Regions from separate parts of the Muntiacus reevesi genome. Here region 2 is linked to region 1. The links are chromatin contacts, called in public Hi-C maps. All regions are on one chromosome and are shown on one strand. Each heading gives the region's core, a stretch centred on a gene start, on an enhancer-like site or on the middle of the called end of the contact. The rest is flanking DNA. Distances are from core to core; before and after follow the strand shown. Region 1 holds the start of ZNF23 (zinc finger protein 23). Region 2 holds the start of CMTR2 (cap methyltransferase 2).

Region 1 (6,600 bases), core at 2,346-4,845:
ACATTGGAAGTAATCTAGTCAAATGACTAGGAGGATTCTCAGTTGATAAAGCCACCCTTCCCCTGTTCTTCACGTTCTACTTTATTCTCCCATTCATTATTGCAGCTTTAGCAGTTCTTCACTTATTATTCCTTCATGAAACAGTCTCTAATAGTCCAAAGTGGATCTCATCCTGAATGAAAAAATATCACATTTCATCCATACTACACAATTAAAGATATCTTGGGTGCCTTGTTTCTATTTCTAATATTAATCTTACTAATACTAGTCTTACCTGACCTTCTAGGGAGGGTACCCAGAGAGTTACACTCCACCTAACCTCCTCAGTGCACTCCCTCACATCAAATAAGAATGATATTTCTTATTTTCATATGCAATTCTGTGATCCATTTACAACAAATAGGAGGTGTTCTAACATTAACCATCTCATTCCTAATTTTATCAGTGGTCCCAATACTTCATATAGTAAAACAGCGAAGTATAACGTTATGACCTATTAGCCAGTGTTTATCCTGAATACTTGTTCAGCTCAGTTCAGTTGCTCGGTTGTGTCTGACTCTTCGCGACCCCATGGACTGCAGCAGGCCAGGCTTCTCTGTCCATCACCAATTCCCGGAGCTTGCTCAAACTTTTCCATCTAATCAGTGATTGCCATCCAACCATCTCATCCTCTGTTGTCCCCTTCTTCTGCCTTCAATCTTTCCCAGCATCAGGGTCTTTTCCAATGAGTTAGTTCTTTGTATCAGGTGGCCAAAGTATTTGTAGGGGATCTATTAACAGCATACTTTTAGGGGACCTCTTAACAGTAACATGAATTGGAGGACAAACTGTCAATCACTCATTTATTATCACTTGACAAAGAGGATCTGTTCTGTACTTTCCTATAATTGTAGTCCTTATACCACTACCAAGCATTATTGTAGAGAACCTCCTAAAAAGAAGAGTCTTTGCAGTGTACTTATTAGTTTGTTCTTCTAAAACAGAAAAGGAAAATAACATTTTCCCCTAAGATTCAAGGAAGATGCTCCAGCCCTCCATCAACACCCAAAGCTGAACTCTACTTCACTGATTCCCTGAACAACTTGCTTATGGAACATTTTACACGATCTTTGAGTGCTGTGTTAGTATTTAAAAATGACGTCTTAAAAACTAATATTATGGTTTCCTTTGTGCATTTTGTGCCCTTCCACTTATGTAAATAAATACTATGCCTTCTTATGCAGAGTATATGATATGTATAATCATGAATTATTTATCTATCCTGTGTATATAAGTATGTACATCAGCCTGTTGATATTCCATACACATTAACAATTTAACTCACATTAGATTCCAGTCCCCACAAATATTCATAGGGGTAATTGAAGTGATTAATATTGCACAGGACATATTTTTAAATCATGCATATCACATAAAGCTAATCATTTCCAGTCATTATGCTTATCATAATTAATAGGCAGAGCATAATTATCAAGCTGTGATAAATCATCAGCTCACCCACAAATATGCCTCTTTCCTAGGTCAATGAACCATGAGGATTTCTCTAAATGAACTATATCTGGCATCTGGTTCTTACTTCAAGATTATCTCACCTAAAATCATTCATTCTTTCCCCTTGAGTAATACATCTCAATAGACTAATGATTAATCAACTATGCTCACTGGTTTCATGCTTCTGGTATTTTTAAGTTGAGGGGGATGCTGGGACTCAGCTATGGCCATCAGAGGCCTTAACACAGTTAAGAAACTTGTAGCTGAGCTTTGAGAGTGAAGGTGAAAGCTTTGAGAGTGAAGGTCAGTCATGTCCAACTCTTTGCAAGCCCCATGGATATACAGTACATGGAATTCTCCAGGCCAGAATACTGGAGTGAAGTATTCCTTCTCCATGGGATCTTCCTAACCCAGGAATCGAATCCAGGTCTCCCACATTGCAGGCAGATTTTTTACCAGGGAAGCTGAGCCACCAGCTTGGAAGCCCAAGAATACTGGAGTGGGTAGCCTCTCCCTTCTCCAGTGGATCTTCCCCACCTAGGAATTGAACCAGGGTCTCTTGCATTACAGGCGGATTCTTTATCAGCTGAGCTACAAGGGAAGCCCTTGTACAAGAAGTAGCTGAGCTTAAATTGAGTATTATTTTCCAACATCATCTATCATGTGTTACTGTGTCAGTGGTCACAGGATACAGAGCAGTTACATACATACCACACATGCACACTTATATCTAATAGCTTGTCTAACCAAACCCCTACCATCCTCCCATTAATTCTCATACTTTATATACCATTATCACCATGCCACACCCCCCAAATAAGTCAAAGCATATAAGATTCTGCTAACTCACCTAACAAACATTCTGCCCTCAATTCACCAACCCAAAGTTATTTGAACTCCATACTTGCCTAACTACACCATTGAGTTATTTACATATATAAGGCTTATATAGACAGCCACCTATCTCAATCTGCCATTTACCTTGAGCAAAATTAAAAGTAAAAATTACATTTTAATGATCATTTTGGAGTTTAACAGGGCTATTTTTGTCACAAGATTTGGTGGTGTTGATTGGGAGCCAGGAGTAACACAGCCTGCAGTGCACAATACAGACCTGCCTATGAAAAGTTTTCACAGGCTTTCATACATCTTGATGGACATTCACATAGGTAAAAACTGCTTAAAGATGACCTGAATCTAGAGCTTTTTTTTTTTTTTTTTAATCAGGATAAACACAGTATATTTTTGCACAGTTTTGACATAGCTGATTTTCCAAAAAAGTAACTACTGTGTATGTGTAATCAGGAGATGCTGTGATCAACCATTTTGGATCACACTTTGTAGTTTTTTGAAATACCAACATAAGATACAGCATTATGGCTGTGGACCCCGCATGTTCTACATGTAGAGGCAAGTTATCTGAGGACTTATTAGGTCTACGGGCTTCCCTGGTGGCTCAAGACGGTAAAGCATCTACCTGCAACGCGGGAGATCTCGGTTCAATCGCTGGGTCGGGAAGATCCCCTGGAGAAGGAAATGGCAACCCACTCTAGCACTCTTCCCTGGAAAATTCCACGGACGGAGGAGCCTGGTAGGCTAATAGTCCATGGGATCGCAAAGAGTCGGACACGACTGAGCAATTTCACTATTAGGTCTACACCCGACTTACCAAACATTTACCTACTGAAATACATACACTTTAAATCATAAATTATTTTATTTCTCCTTTATAACATTACTTTTTAAAGTGCAGGTTGTTTATACTGTCTATGACCTTCTAAGCTATTATCTATGAGTTTCATGACAGGAGCTTATGGTGATCATTAGGAAATATTTGTTTCAAAAAGGGGGCCTTAGGTTTGACATCGTATGATCAGGGGTCCAGTCCGGAAACTCCGAAATCTGGTTATACCTGCAGCTTTACTACGATATAGATCCCCGGCGGCAGGCCCTGGTTTGGGTCCATCGCTCGCCTCATTCTTGCCTTCCCTAGCCCACCTCGAGGAGCACTGCTTTCTCTATTAGACTCGCATCCGGGAGAAGGAAGCCAGGATAGCGTACTCGGGATTCCGCTGCAGGGGGCGGGGCCAGAGCAAATCCGAGAAGGAGCGATGCTGCTGCTAGAGAGACTCGGCCGCGGTCTGGTGACGTACTTCCGGCCGCGCCGTGGAGCGGCTAGCTTCGGAGGTGAGTGTGGGCTGCGGGAGGCGGGGGCGGTGCCTGGTCTAACGCTCTGGTTGCGGTTGTGATGCTCCTCCAGGCTCCGTTGAGGTGGATCTGTGGGCTTTTTCTGTCCTCTTCGCGCCTACTTTAGACTTAATAGCCGATTACGTTCCGTCGGGTAGAGGGCGAAGCCTGGGTTTTTGTCACAACCGCGAAGCCGCGAGCAATTAGCACTTTGGAGAAGATGCTACTGGCCTTTTGGGAGCTTGTGTTGGACCAGCCAGAGGGTGGAATATTTGCAGAGATGAAGAGGCCTAAGAGTATCACGAGTCTCTCAACGTGTTGGGTTAGTGCAGGGGCTTTTATCTGTATGCGTTTCAAGTATAAGCTTTATGTGTCTTCCTTCCGAACACAGGGTGAATCGAGGTCAGTGGGGGAACAGAAAAAGCAGAGCCCCTCCAGGGCACCCGAGATCGGAAGAAGCCCGGATTTTGGAGGGCACTGTCTGCTGGAGCGATGTCAGTTCCAAAAGGTAACCTGGCCCGACATCTCTGGGGCTGTGGGATGACGATGACCTGGGAATGATTGATACAATGTAGAATATGCTGATTTTCTCCGTCCTAGAATATCCATGAAATAGTTATTGAATTGCTCATTCATACTCTCAGGAAAGCAAGTTTACTAAAAATGTAAAGCAGTAATGAAGACACACACACACACATATATATATATTTGAAAAGCTTTTGGAATGTAGTTTGTAGTGCATTCAAAGGAAAATTTGTGGTTTTAACTGCCAGATAGGGAAGAATGGCAATAAATTTAAAAATTATACAACCTCAAGTAGCCTTTGGGTACAGGTCTTTTTAGCCTTACAGTATTTAGTTAAAATATTATTTATCAGAGTTACTTGTTTTCTTTCCCATCGCTTCAGTGCAGTAATGTTGTATGGTTAGGCTCATTTGCTGTTGTTTTTAGTTTTTGGAGGTTGTCACCCATCCTCGTTGGTTGATTTTTTTAATATATGTATGTGTGTGTGTGTGTGTGTGTGTGTGTTTTGATATGCAAAGCATTACATGAAAGTCAGAACAAAAAGACACACTCAGTGAGGTGTCATTTCCTGTCACCCCTTCTACTTCTGCACCCCAGGTTTCCTTTCACCCTGTTTCCATTCCCTGAGTTCCTTTCACTGACTTCCCATCCACACCTGAGGCACCCATTCTCCTTAGTTTCTGGTTTTTCCTTTTATTTCTTTTTGCACAAGTCACCGATATACATATATTATAGTTCCTTTTTGTTTTACACAAAAGATAGCACAGTACCTTTTGCATGTTGAAAATTATTTCATATCATACAGATAAGTGTATATTTTAAATGTAATTCATGTATTCAGAAGATTGATCTAGCATGGCATTTATGAAGCATAGTAGTGATGTGAGCACCCATGAAACACTCCAATAAAAAGGAGAGCATTGCCAATATGGCTGCGTGTGTTTGCACACTCCTCCCACTCCAGCTCCCACTTTCTGTCCCCTAGAGGTACTCTCTCGAATTTTGTGTTAATCATAGCCTTGCTATTGTTGTTTAGTTGCTAAGAGTCATATCTGACTCTTTGCAGCCCCAAGGACAGTAGCCCTCCAGGATCCTCTGTCCTTAGGATTTCCCAGGCAAGAATACTGGTGTGGGTTGCCGTTTCCTTCTTCGAGGGATCTTCCTGACAGAGGGATCGAATCTGAGTCTCCTGCATTTCAGGCAGATTCTTTACCACTGAGCCACTAGGGAAATCCATTATTCCTTTACCTATTTTAAAAAATAATTTTATCAGATATACTTGTTTCTGTAAATAATGTGATTAATTCTGTTTGTTTTTGAGTTTTATGAAGGTAGTGTCATGGTGTCTGTAAGTCTTCTGGGCAAATCTTTTGAGACTTACCTAACTCAGTATTATGATCCTGAATTCATCCAGATTTTGTGTGTTGCTGAGGCATTCATTTTTGCCACTGGGTGATGTTTCATTGTAAAAATAGTATGACAGCTTGTTTTGCTGAAAGTTTTCACTTCTTCTCAGGGTCAAAGGATTTGTTAACAAAATAAGCCACTATTTCCATACAAGTAACCAATAGCAATATTTATTAGAGAATTATGTAACTTACTTTTAATATACTAACACTAAAAGAAAAGAGAAACAGAAACAGCAGAGGATGCATCACCAAATTGGGTTTTGACCAACGTCCAAACTCAAACAGCACTGGCAAGTCCCGTGTCACAGCACATCTGGAGTCCCAGTTGGGAAAAGGTCCCAGGCAAGGCATCCTCTCCATGGGTGAGACTTCAAAGATTGCAGTTTGGGTTTCCCTTTATGATCCAGGAGGCAAAATGATATCATTGTCAATCTGAGCAAAACTGCAGCACTAGTATTATGTTAATTTTTTTACAATGCTCTTTGCTTTGTTCTGCAGTTTCCCTAACACTGCTTGTTCATATTCTCAGTGGACATGTGAGTTGTTTCCAGTAATGAGTAATTTTGTATGTATATCACCTACATATGAGAGGTTCCCTAGGGAATTAGTTTTAAAATTTAGGTGTGAATGTTGAATTTTATCAAACACGTTTGATATCCACTGAGATGGAGAGCATGTTTATATTTCTTTGATTTATTAATGTGAAAAAGTACAGTCTGTACACCAATACTGAACTTTACTTGCATTCATGGGATGATCCCTCCTAGTCATGATGTCCCGTTAATAAACTACTACGAACTTATTTTGCTGGTATCTGCTACAGTTTAAGTAGTGTTAGAATTATTCATTTCTTTAAAATTTGAAAGGATTCGCCCATGATATATAAGGACTCAGAGTTTTGTGAGAGTTCACTCTTTACTGGGTCTCTAAACAATTAGGTAAAAGTAATCATGGGTTATGGAGAAAACGTTATGTAATAAAATTGGTA
Region 2 (6,600 bases), core at 2,154-4,653, 140 kb after region 1:
TTGGGGGTGGGAGATTGATTGGGAAGGGGCTCGAGGGAACTTTCTGAAATATAATTATACCTGGAAAAATTTTCTAAAAATGGCAACCAACTGGTGAGTTAGGAAGATCTTGGAAGATCTTTTTCCTTCCAAATAGCTTTGCATTGGTTGCCCCTCAAACTCTCCAACAGTTATATTTTCAGTGTTTCATTTTAGCTAGTCAGTGTGTAACTATTTCATTATGGGTTTGGTTTACATCTCTCCAATGACTAATGGAGTTGAGCATGTATTTATGTTTATTGACCTTTTGGATATCATCTTTTTGAAGTTTTTGTTCTGGTCTTTGGCCCATTTTCCTAATGGGATGTCTTTTCTCACTTGTTTAAGGAGATATATACTCTGGATGCAATCCTTTGTCTCATATGTGTATGGTAAATATACATATATATATATATATATATTTTATTTCCCCTTCACTCTCAGTGTTGTCTTATGATGGGTAAACATTCTAAATTTTAGTGTCAATTTATGTGTGTATATGTGTGTGTATTAGTGCCTTTTCTGTCCTGTTATAAACTTTTTGCCTATTTCAAGACTATGAAGATGTTCTCTTATATTTTCTGCTAATAGTTATTGTTTGATCTTTAAAATATAGATTGACAATCAAAATGAAATCTGTTTTTGTTTATTATGTGAAGTAAGAGTCTAGATGTGAGAGTTGGACTGTGAAGAAAGCTGAGTGCCGAAAAATTGATGCTTTTGAACTGTGGTGTTGGAGAAGACTCTTGAGAGTCCCTTGGACTGCAAGGAGATCCAACCAGTCCATCCTAAAGGAGATCAGTCCTGGGTGTTCATTGGAAGGACTGATGCTGAAGCTGAAACTCCAATACTTTGGCCACCTCATGCGAAGAGGTGACTTATTGGAAAAGACTCTGATGCTGGGAGGGACTGGGGGCAGGAGAAGGGGACGACAGAGGATGAGATGGCTGGATGGCATCACTGACTCGATGGACATGAGTTTGAGTAAACTCCGGGAGTTGGTGATGGACAGGGAGGCCTGGTGTGCTGCGATTCATGCGGTCGAAAAGAGTGGGACACGACAGAGCGACTGAACTGACTGACTGACTGAAGAGTCCAGATGAAGTCTTTTCCATATAAAATAGATATTCAAATGTCCTACAATCCTTTTTTAAAAGATAATTTATTTATTTATTTGTTTTTGACTGCATGGGGTCTTTGTTACTGCGTGAGGGCTTTCTCTAGTTGTGGTGAGCAGGGGCTTCTCATTGCAGTGGTTTCTCTTTTTGCAAAGCACAGGCTCTGGGTGTGTGGGCTTCAGTAGTTGTGGCACACAGTCTTAGTTGCCCTGTCACATGTGGGACCTTCCCTGACCAAGGATCAAACCCATGCCTCCTACATTGGCAGGTGAATTATTAACCACTGAACCACCAGGGAAGCCCCACTATTTATTTATTTTTTTTGAAAAGACTTTTCTCCACTGATGCGTATACTGGAAGAGTTGTAAAATTTGTATGTGTGTCACACACACACACATATATGTATATATATGACATAAATGGGTCAAACTCCACATCTAGTTCTATATTCTCCTATTTTCATATGACACTTTTGGCATATATAATCTATTAATGGCTGCATAGTAGTGTTAGTCACTGAATTGTGATCAACTCTTTGTGACCCATGGACTGTAGCCTGCCAGGGTCCTCTGTCCATGGAATTCTCCAGGCAAGAATACTGGAGTGGGTTGCCATTCCCTTCTCTAAGCGATCTTCCCAACCCAGAGATTGAACCCAGTCTCCTGCATTGCAGACAGATTTTTTATCACCTGAGCCAGCAGGGAAGCCCATATATGTGTTAGTATACAATATTTATTTTTCTCTTTCTGACTTACTTCACTTTGTATAATAGGCTCCAGTATTGTTATTAATGTTATTAAGATGCTATGATAAACATTTTTTCCCAAAGTGAGTGCCAGTTGTTTTCTAAAGCTAAATTGCTAGGAGTGGGAATTGCTGGGCTAAGGTGCAAGGTTATTTTAAAGTTTGCCTTCTGTAAAAGTGAAAGTGGCTCAGTCATGTCCAACTCTTTGCTACACCATGGACTGTACAGTCTATGGAATTCTCCAGGCCAGAATACTGGAGTGGGTAGCCTTTCCCTTCTCCAGGGGATCTTCCCAACCCAGGGATTGAACCCAGGTCACCCATATTGCAGGCAAATTCTTTACCAACTGAGCTATCAGGAAGCCCAAATAGCTTTGCACTATACCCTTACCGGTTGTTTTGCTTTTTCGAATGGCTTGTTCAATCGTCTCCCATTTTCCTTTGAGGTTGTCTTGTGAAAATGAAAACTGAAAGTGAAGTCGCTCAGTCATGTCCGACTTTTTGCGACCCCATGGACTGTAGCCTACTAGGCTTCTCTGTCCATGGGATTTTTCTAGGCAAGGGTACTGGAGTGGGTTGCCATTTCCTTCTCCGGGGAGCTTGTCTTCAGTTCAGTTCAGTCGCTCAGTCGTGTCTCACTGTTTTCGACCGCATGAATCGCAGCACACCAGGCCTCCCTGTCCATCACCAACTCCCGGAGTTTACTCAAACTCATGTCCATCGAGTCAGTGATGCCATCCAACCATCTCATCCTCTGTTGTCCCCTTCTCCTCCTGCCCCCAATCCCTCCCAGCATCAGAGTCTTTTCCAATAAGTCATCTCTTCGCATGAGGTGGCCAAAGTATTGGAGTTTCAGCTTCAGCATCAGCCCTTCCAATGAACACCCAGAACTGATCTCCTTTAGGATGGACTGGTTGGATCTCCTTGCAGTCCAAGGGACTCTCAAGAGTCTTCTCCAACACCACAGTTCAAAAGCATCAATTTTTCGGCACTCAGCTTTCTTCACAGTCCAACTCTCACATCCATACATGACCACTGGAAAAACCTTAGCCTTGACTAGACGGACCTTTGTCGGCAATGTAATGTCTGCTTTTTAATATGGTATCTAGAAGGGAGGTTGTTTTACTCGTTTATAAATATATGTATGTCATGATAACAGTATTTTTGTAGTTTCCTTAGTTTGGCTTTTTAACCTCATTTTCTTCTAACCTCATTCTTTCTGCTAAGAGCTAAACTACCCCAAGGCGAGAGAACCCCGGGCGTCCAGGGCCCAGGTGGGCGGGGCCAGCGTGTCCGGGACAGGTTGTCCTCGCCCCATTCCACGCCTCCACCCTCGGGGGGCGGGGCCAAAGGACGCTCGGTTTGAGCGCGCAGTTGCCATAGCGGCCGTTGGGCGGGAGGCTGGCGCTTCCCAGATTCAGCACCCAGCGGAGAAACGAAACCGAGAGAGCAGAGGTCTCTTACGAGCTTCGCCGACGTGCGTAACGTTGACGTAAGACGCCAGCTCAGCCTTGAGGCGCACGCGCAGTGCGTGTGTTAGGGTTTTTGGGCCTCCGTTCGCCGGAGTCTCGCGCCGGAGTCTCGGGCTGTAGTTGTGCTTCCGCTCTGCGTGTTCTTAGGGCCGCTCCTGCCTCCTTCTCGATCTTCCGGCGCGCCACCTCCCATCCCTGTGCCAGGGCTCAGAAGACCTGCAGTAGCGATGCTCTTGGGAATCATCCCCAGGAGTGGAAGTGGAGAATGCCCTCCTTGAGTGAGGAGAGCGAGTGAAGCGCAGCCTCTCTAGACTCTGGGGGCTGAGGTGGGCGTGAGCGAAGGTAATTCAGGCCCACTTTCCGAACCCGGGTCTTCGACTTTCCAGTGGATTAGGCAGAGGCTTGGGCTGAGTTTCCTCCGGGTCAGGGACTGGGTCGCTCGAATGAAACTTGAGACTTAATTTCTACCTAGAGGAAATGAGATTTGGGGTGCCCCTGGCGCAAAGTAAGGCGCTGGATACACAGTAGGCATTATTTTCGCTGTTGCTGTGAGGAGGTGGAGCTGTTGGCACCTCTTCTAAAATTTCTTTGCAAGTGTTAACTGGGGGAGTAACAGCTATTAATGAGACTTTGTGTTAGGCCGGTGATTTTGCGGGTATTCCCTTCGTGGCATTGGGCTGGGGGTACATGACTTCCTACTCAATTCTGCAAAACAACAATGGTAATACTAACCCTCGTAGCAGAATGATGATGCCACAAAGCTCTATGGAGTGCTTCATAAGAGGGACAGAGGAACCTTTTCCAGAGGATCATACTGAAAACTTTTCCCTTGTATCTCGTAAACCATATGCATTTTTGTTTTTGTTTTGTGTGAGGTGCTAGAGTGATGTTGAAGTTCTTTGCTAAGACTTATATATTCAGAACCTGATCAGAGGCACGTCTTTTGGGCTAGTCTGAAATACCTTTAGTTATTCCATGAATACTTACTGAATGCTTTCTGTGTACTGTTCTAACTTCTTAATAAGTGAGTAAAGAAAACAAAGATCCCTGCCCATTGCAGCTTAGGTTGTAGTTTTGGGAAGACATAAAAAATAGTAAACATAAATAAGTAAATTCTCTGATGGCTCAGATGGTAAAGCGTCTGCCTACAATGCCAGAGACCTGGGTTCATCTCCTGGGTCAGGAAGATCCGCTGGAGAAGGAACTGGCAACCCACTCCAGTACTCTTGCCTGGAAAATTTCCATGGTAGGCTCCACAGTCGATGGGGGCCTCAAAGAGTCAGACACGACTGAGTGACCTCACGTTCACTTTTTCACTTTCACATGTTAGAAGGAAAGAGTGTCATAGGAAAAGACAGCAAAGTTCTTACCTTTACCATTGTTAATGGAAGATGCAGTTTTAAATTAGAATGTCAAAGGCTTCACAGAAAAAATGACACTTTTGTAAATTCTTTTTTTTTTTAATTTATTTTTTTATTTTTCAGTGGATTTTGTCATACATTGATATGAATCAGCCATAGAGCTACACGAATTCCCCATTTTGTAAATTCTTGAAGGAGATAAGGGAAGGGAAGAGCATTCCAGGTGGAGGGACTGACTGTCCAAAGACTCCCCTTGCTGTGTGTCTGGGCTTTTAAGTGAACAGCAAGAGAGCCTGTGGGGCTGGAACACAATGAAAAAAAGGGGTAGTAGGAGAAAATTAGGTTAGCCATGGGGTGGGGCTGGAGAACAGACATCTTCTAGGGCCTTGTAGACTATTGTAAAGACTTTGGCACTTACTGTGAGTGAAACGGGGAGCCGTGACAGCAGAGCAGCCCTACAATCTAAGGTTTTTCAGAGTTACTCTGGTGAGTGTGTTTCAGAATAGAATGGCGGAGGCAAGGGTAGAAGCAAAGAGAGGAGTGAGACAGCTGTGCCAGTAGTTCAGAAGAGAGTTGATACGTGTTTCTGATCAGAAGTTTGGTAGTTGGAGTGAGTGCGAAGCAGTTGGATTCTGGGAATTTGTAGGAAACAATGTTTGGATAAGTTGTGTGTTGTCAACCTGAGCATTTTTCAACATGATATACAGTTTATATAAAAATATATAATATATAATTTTGGTTCATGTTCCACAAGTATAGGCGGGAAGAACAGTGGACTGTTTGAACCACTTTAGCTGTTCTCCTGTGAAAGTAATTACGTATTAGCTTAGGTAAGATTTCAGAGCTTACTTACAGCCATTAATTGGTATGTGAAGTTAATGACTAAAGTCAGACTTTTCCCAAAATAGAATATAGTTGAAATCTAAAAGTTGCAGTTTCCAGTAAGCAAAGTGTGAATTAGGATAGAATAACTTGTTGTAGTCCTCGTGCATTTACTTTTAATTAAAATTTTAGTGAATGTGAAAATGCTTCCTTTTTGCTTTCTGTCAGAAATTTGTCTAAATATTCTTTTTTTTTATTTTTTATTTTTCAGTGGGTTTTGTCATACATTGATATTGTCTAAATAGTCTAACAGTAAAAAAAAAAAATAGACCTAAGGTAAGAAAAATACATTAATAGGTTATTGTGACTGTTATCCACAATTTTGGGGTAAATATAGTGTGGCAAACAGAAATGACTAAGGTGATTGTTACTTCAGGAAGTTTGCAAGCTCTTGGGCTTTCCTGGTGGCTCAGACGGTAAAGAATCTGCTTGCAGTGGTGGGGACCTAGGTTCAATCCCTGGGTTTGAATGATCCCCTGGAGGAGGGCATGGCAATCCACTCCAGCATTCTTGCCTGGAGAATCCCCATGGACAGAGGAGCCTGGCGGGCTACAGTCCATGGGGTCGCAAAGAGTCAGATACAACTGAGCGACTGAGCACGGAATGGCACAGACAGACTTGTAAGTAATTTAAACAAAATATAAAAGGATGAAAAAGTATTTTGAGTACAAAGTAAATGCTAATGGAATACAGTCTTCTGTTGTTACTGTTTATTGTGGTGCTCACTCGTCTTTTATCTCCTGTTTTAATCTTCATACTGATGTAGAATGTATTGAATATACTAAATAAGCCCAGAAGTCATGAACTGAAGCACCTGTTGATTAACACTGTGCCAACAAGTACCATCTAATACTCATTGCTGTCTCTGCTGGAATTTAGAACTTTTTCAACATTATGTCATTAAGCCTTGCTTCCTTCACTTGCACCCCTTTCCATTTCCAGTGGACAGATGTTTCTGGTTTCTTAGACAGTGTTATAGCACAGGATGTAGAGTGACTATTTGTA

What was found. Hi-C and Micro-C count contacts between places; a contact is called where the count stands out from the background.
Region 2: a Hi-C map of muscle shows a contact between it and region 1, with 5 times the contacts expected there. The contact joins the promoter of CMTR2 here to the promoter of ZNF23 in region 1. A contact is called at or near these places in 2 of 3 Hi-C or Micro-C datasets (blood and muscle).

Annotation. Positions count from the first base shown.
Region 1 is chr2:251,879,947-251,886,546 of mMunRee1.1, forward strand. It overlaps ZNF23 (zinc finger protein 23), which reads left to right and starts at 3,596. Exons shown (of 6, transcript XM_065925703.1): 1 at 3,596-3,678; 2 at 4,070-4,186. It also overlaps the pseudogene LOC136157471.
Region 2 is chr2:252,023,731-252,030,330 of mMunRee1.1, forward strand. It overlaps CMTR2 (cap methyltransferase 2), which reads left to right and starts at 3,404. Exons shown (of 2, transcript XM_065925711.1): 1 at 3,404-3,694.